Regions from separate parts of the Bactrocera dorsalis genome. Here region 2 is linked to region 1. A link is a contact called in public Hi-C data. All regions are on one chromosome and are shown on one strand. Each heading gives the region's core, a stretch centred on a gene start, on an enhancer-like site or on the middle of the called end of the contact. The rest is flanking DNA. Distances are from core to core; before and after follow the strand shown. Region 1 overlaps LOC105226783 (retinol dehydrogenase 13). Region 2 holds the start of LOC105226782 (patj homolog).

Region 1 (3,264 bases), core at 139-2,638:
TAGGTTATTAGTGATCATTTTGCCAAAAAGTTTAACAAATATCCTTCCGCAACCACCGTATTCGCCTGATTTGGTGCAGTGTGAGCTCTGGCTCACACTAACTCAAAAGACCGCTCCGAGGACACCGTTTTGACACAGTCGAGAATATAAAAGCTGAATCGAAGATGGCTCTGATGGCCATAACGATGGAGAATTTTTCCAAGTGCTTTGATGACTGGAAAATTCGTTGGCATAAGTGTATTGCAGCGGGAGGGTATTACTTTGAAGGAGATGAAATGGATTTCCAAGAATAAATAAAGATTTTAAAAATATAACAAAATTCATCTTTCACAGTAGTATGCCAAAATTTGGTCTAATAGTACTTATTAGAAGTTTGTGCTAGACGCGTTATAATAATATAAATATTTTAAAGATACTAAAAACATTTAGTAATCAATAAAAGATTCCTTATTTTTATAGAGATACATATATTTATTCAAATAACGACCTGAAAATGTTTTTTGGAATACCTTCTCACAATTTTTGATGTCCTTTGCTTAATTTAAACCGCCTTACCCACCTTTTGCACACAATCGAAGTCAAAGTTCCTTGCAGCTGTTTAAAATCTATATTTAAATATATACATATATTACTGCGAGATGTCAGTGTTTTTGTGAAATAAATCAGAATTACTCAGCAATTCAATGCAGCATTACGATGAGAGCAGAAAATCCAATTGATAGCTTTGAAGGTTAATTGAGCTTAACACCACAGAAGAAAGCACACACCGAAGGACAATTGAAACAATAAACACAAGGCTGACTGGATGTCAATGTAATTGCTAAGCCGCAACATGTGACATGCAACTTGCATTTACGCCAGCACTGCAGTGCGTGTGTGCAGGCCTGCGGTCGGAGCAGGCGGCACCATTACGCCTATGCGGACGTGTGTGTGTATGTGTCTAAATGTCACGTTGCTTGCTCAAACTGTTCATTAATTAGCGATTTCACGCCGTGCCACCTCCACTGGTGCATGCAACGGTGCGCATGTGTGGATGTGTGTCTGCATGTAGGCAATTTATAGCGACGCAGAGGCGCGTGGCGTGGCAGCCAGAGAGAATGCACTCCAGCGGCAAACCGCACAACCGTGTTATTGCAACAACACATCGACCGAATTAAAGCGCTGTTGATCCAACTATTCACCACATTTGCACAACATTGCAAATACCTCTTCCCTTTTCTCTTCCACACACCTAACGCAAATTTCAATAAAACGCAACTCTTCTTTGCAGCACACTGATGAGCGGCCAACGCTGCCCCAACGACAATCAAATACGCGATCAAATAGTTATTGTGACGGGCGCGAATAGCGGCGTCGGCCTGGAGACTGCTAAAGCGCTGGCGGCGCGCGGTGGCCGCATTGTGTTGGCCTGCCGCAACATGGCCGCAGGGGAACGCATGGCAAGGGTTATTAAGCGCGAGCTAACGTGCCAGCGTATCGGCGCTGATGCGGAGGGCGAGTTCTTTGTGGAGGCGCGCTATCTGGATTTGCGCTCCTTTGAAAGCGTGCATCGGTTTGCGCGACGCATCACCGGCGAATTCGAGCGCATCGATGTGTTGATAAACAATGCGGGCATTATATTCGGCTCACTAGGCGGGCGTACCGTCGACGGCTATGAGGAGCATCTGCAGGTGAACTATCTATCGCACTTTCTGCTGACACAACTGCTGCTACCGCACTTGCGACGCTCGCCCAGCGGCGGGCGCGTGATAAATGTGACGGCACATGCCCATGCCGCGGCCAAAATCGATTTCGACGATCCGCTCAATGTGGGCACTTGGTCGGTGAAGTTCCATGCACGTGACGCTTTCGCTCACTCCAAGCTGGCCGTCATGCTGGCAACGCGTTGGCTGGCGCGCCAATTGAAAGGTAAGTACACTCACATACTACAACATAGAGGGTGGGGCCGCGCACACAACGGTATTACAAGCAAAAAGGTTCACGAGAACATTATCCCGTCACATTTATTAACACGTATGTGTGTATGTACGGTTGGGCAAAAGTTTGGCAAAATGCCGCACAGCCGTGCGCCACAACAGCCAAGCGCGAACCTTTGTATTTCTTGCGTAGTTGGGGGTTGCTGGCGCCGCCACCCTATTTGAATAGTCGGCTACCTTGTTGGCTTAGCTCTTGCCGGCGCTTGTTCCTTCTTTGTGGCAGTTGCTGTTGCTGTTCTTTATTGCCTTTGTTTGCTTGTTTTATTTCGGCGGGGCGTGTTGTTTGTTGCCCTTGCTGGTAACTTCAACACGTTTTGCCAAAGTGATTTTAATTGAGTTTAAATCGTTTTTGCGCTTTTCATATTTTCGTTTCACTTTGCCTGCCTTGTTTTTTGCATCTTTTGTGTTTATGTGGCTGTTCACTTGCTTTATTTCGCTTTTCACAGGCACTCCACTGACGGTCAATTGTTGCACACCTGGGCTTGTGCGCAGCACGGGCCATTTACGCAAGTAAGTTGAGCCTCCAATTAATTATAATTTTTATTCTTTTTTTATTATTTTGCTAAAAGCTAATTGATTTTGTTTTTTAGCGCGGAGCTTTAATAATATGTTTTTTTTTACTAAGCAATTTAATTAATAACGAAGTAAGAAGTTTAAGCGCTAAGGAAGTTTGCACAATCTGGCTAACAATAGGAATTAAGCTTATTATTCATCATGGAATTATAATTATTTATAAAACGTTTTCTAGAAAAATTCAAGCCAGAGAGGCTTTCGTCGCAGCTAGTCTCTGAAAGTGACTATGGCTTTCTATTTACTGCCACCAACCGCAATTTCGGCATGTTTTCTAGCCTCTCCTGCCTCTTGTGCCCTTGTAGGCGAAATTCAGCAAACCACTACTTGACCGTTAATTATGCTTGAGCCAACGTAATTACAAAAAGCCATTGCTTTGCATCAGCAGTATTTTTTCATCAGCAGAATTTTATCAAAACATGAAATCCAATTTTTCCCATTGTCTACAAAAATAGCAGAGATAGATAACGATTTGATGAAATGATAGGGCAGTATTCTAGTTAAGATTAATACCTAAATACAAGGAAATTTTTGATATGTGGCATGATTCCATGCTGAAAGCAGCCCATATAGGGGTTTTATTAAATTTTTTTACAAACATACACTATTAGGAAAGAAATTCTGAAATTTGTGGAAAAAAAATATTTTAAAATCGGTCATTGGGACGCTATTCTTCGTCCAAGTCGTTAAGAAATGCAATTTCATGAAGATCGGTTGA
Region 2 (3,409 bases), core at 152-2,651, 50 kb before region 1:
AACAGTATGATATTACACCTTTTTAGCTATCAATCGACCGGCCCCAAAACGTGAAATTATCTACGGTGTGTGGGAAGTAACGCCGTCTTGTTGAAACCAAATGTGTCCAAAATCATGATCATCAATTTCATGCATCAAATAGTCGGTTATGATAGCGCGATAACGGTCCCCCAACACACTTGAAACACTTTCCTTACAGAACGTGAGTTTTCTTAATAAAGTTGAACGATTTGTAAACGTTGTTCAGGCGTAAGTCTTTACATGACTAAATGCCAAACAAAACTATTAAAAAGAAGTTCCTCAGCTTGGATCACCAGTTACATACCATATAACACTAATTTACAGTCATTTTTTGATTGTGATGTTAGAAGCTGTTTGCTAATTTTGGGTCTCTAAAACCAAAAATGATAATAAACATTTCCTAACATGTAGTAATCAGGCCACCTCAAATACCCCACAAACCTCTTAGCACATCAGTTGCAATTCTTTCCTTCAGATTTGTTGAGTAGTGTAATTAACGTGTCCAGCTGTCTCCTCTTGAACGCTTTACTCGATAATTAATTATTGTTTTGGCAATGGTTGTCACCTTGATTGATATACTTCATTAGCTAAAAAGTGATTAGCCGGTATTGTCAGCGTAGTATAAATAGTAGATTTCCTCAGGCTAATCAATCACATCATTTAATGAACCCAAAAGTATTTGATAAAATGATTATTTTAGGGCAAAGCCAATCTTTGGCGAGAGAAACCTAAATCGAAGCGTTAATTGAAAATCGGCGCTCTGTCAGAGTTGGCGAACTAATAATCGTCACGTTTTGTTCCCAAACAAGACCCGAACGATGTGACAAATTACCAAATGTGGACGCTGACATTCTAGCACCATAATAAGTAGTATCGCGTTATTACCAACAGATTAAGTGGCCTTAAAATACTAGCCGTGTACTGAGACCATATATGGAACCAAACGGAGAATAACTTTTCCCAGTACTCAGACCATTTGCGATATAACGCATTAATGAGTTTTAGTTAAATTTACCAAGCGGAAGTAAAAATACTCCCAAAAAGTGAGTAATATTCAAACAGTTTCGAATTGGCTAAAAATAGCGGTTTTTAGCTTTTGTTCAACCGCCGCCAACTTCATGTGTAAATATTGCCTGTTGGAAACTATAGACCTGAGAGCGAGAGTGTACCCCCATTGGAGTTTGCGCAAACATGGACTTGGACTCTGTTTCTTGGCGGATACGGCGGTTGTTGGGAGAGCGCTCGAACGGCAAGCAGGAACACAACAAAGCCATTAACAATAGTGGCGCTGAGTGCCCACAGTGCGTATGTGGAACACAAGAGAGCGACAGCGCCTAGCAGCCAACGGTGGCGAGCGCTACTTCAATCGGCCGAGAAGACTCGTAGCGTGAAGGTGCTGCTGGTGAAATCGCGCGCGTTCACCACCGAAAATAAGAAGAAAAGACAGGAAGATTTTTTATAACACTTTCTGCTTTCTGAAAATATACATATTTACGGTAGTACTTTAGTGACTTGTGGTGAACGAAGTGCGAGCATTTATTTAGAAGTTCGTGTGAATAATTACATAAAAAGTGGAAAGAAAGAAAATCTAAAGAAAAATTATTTAAGAGATTCAAGAAGTGCTGAAAATCTTTAAGTTTTTGGTGCGAATTCACACGGTATGCCAAGTGAAAAATGGCTTTTGTGAAAATGTGAGTGATTCGTGCGGAATGTCGTAGCTTAAATTGTTAAATCAATATAAGCGGTGCGAAACGGGCTGAGCTGAGCTGTGTGGCGCGGTGCGGTGTTGTGTTGGTCGTAACTAAATAATAATTCAATTGAGGTGAAGTTGTCGCATGAAGTCTTGCGTGGGCAAATGCGAAGCAACAAACTCACTTTCAGCGCCTAATTAAACTACACACACACAATAACATACTGCTAGGCGAGCCCTTGTGTGCGTGAAGTTTGTGCATTCACAAACAAATTGGTGCGCTTTGTTGGTGTGGCCAGGTCATTGGCAGCGCCAGCGCGAACTTTCAACTCTTTATGAAAACGCATACACACATATTTTGAGCATTCATGTAGGTGTACCATATGCTTGGCTATGCGACAATCAAAAGAAAAAAGTCCAGGCGTAATGAAAAGTGAAAGTGACCGCAATAATATTTCACAAAGCCCGCCCCACAAGGCTTGAATAATTCGCGAGACAAGGTGCATGTATTCAGCGAGCGGCGGGCGCTGGTAGATCAGAGGCAAGCTCCAAATCAGCGCACACCCAAAACAAAAAGAAGGCTCAATAGTAGCATACACATACACACTAACACTTGTAGGCACACACACACACACACACGTAGCACATTTATTTCCAACATTGTAAGCAAAACAAGCAGAAGTGTCGGAATAATGAAAAGGAAACGCTGTGTGCTAGAATATATTAATTTGGCACAACATGGCGTATGAGCAACCAAAGAGCGACCGTAGCATGCGGAGGCCAAAGTGAGAGTCAGCGAAAGTCAGTGTCGACTGCAGATCATAAAAAAGTCGCAATCCAAGCCTGAAAAGGCAACAGCAGACACACACCCAGCTCGTCACACAAACACATGCACACATATGAATGTATGTATGTGTTTAAAGCGAGACCTCCTGCTGTCCGCATAAGATAGAAATTAGTACACCCCGAAAGCGGCAACACAAAAACACATGTTTTTTGCATTTTCGCATTTTTCACTATGCCAGTCTTCGATCCCATTTGCATTGCTCTCCGAATTTGGCTTTGTTTGCCAGTTGAGCTGTTGCTTTATCAGAAACTCCTTCAGTAAATTCTGGCTGTGTGTTCGTTTAACTGTTGCTTACGGCCTCTATCGATTTTCGTGGCTTTCCCACTGACTTTCAGTTACTCGCGCGCGTTAGCATAGCAAATATAGGTTATGGCGACAAAAATACAGTGTAGAAGCAATACTTAGCATGCAATAAGCGGGAGGACAGACCCTGACAATACTCGTATTTGCAGTAAATTTTTGTAATTTTTTGGGAATGTGAAAAACTCGAGTTATGGGTATAAAAGGGTTAGGATATTATGGTTATGTGCCTTTAAGCCGTCAGATCTGCTTCACATCTCTGATATCTAAAACTTGTTCATCAAGATGTTCATCCGATAAAGGGTTGTTCTCATTTCCACACAGGTCACGCAAATAACAGAAAGAGCGATCAATACCCAAAGCACATTTCAAATCTTTGTATAAAATATTTTAACCACTTAAATAATTTAAGAATGAATATTTGAATAATTGCCATAATAAAAGCCATGTGATGAACTCCTACACTTTTTCGCAACTTTTCTGTAGCCTTTTATCACATTATAATTGCATTTAACTAAGAATTATGGCTTTGCTAAAATTATCCAGCATTT

What was found. A called contact is a pair of places that touch in the nucleus more often than the background predicts.
Region 2: a Hi-C map of whole body shows a contact between it and region 1, with 4 times the contacts expected there. The contact joins the promoter of LOC105226782 here to the enhancer-like site in region 1. A contact is called at or near these places in 2 of 2 Hi-C or Micro-C datasets (both in whole body).

The regions. Positions count from the first base shown.
Region 1 is chr2:2,757,040-2,760,303 of ASM2337382v1, reverse strand. LOC105226783 (retinol dehydrogenase 13) reads left to right here. Exons shown (of 5, transcript XM_049447405.1): 2 at 1,271-1,908; 3 at 2,423-2,486. The coding sequence starts at 1,278. Among protein-coding and RNA genes, the nearest start is that of LOC105226783, 5.2 kb to the left of the region's middle. Within about 2 kb of position 1,388, the one cell type or tissue checked has open chromatin away from gene starts, as enhancers often do.
Region 2 is chr2:2,806,855-2,810,263 of ASM2337382v1, reverse strand. It overlaps LOC105226782 (patj homolog), which reads left to right and starts at 1,401. Exons shown (of 3, transcript XM_049447400.1): 1 at 1,401-1,679.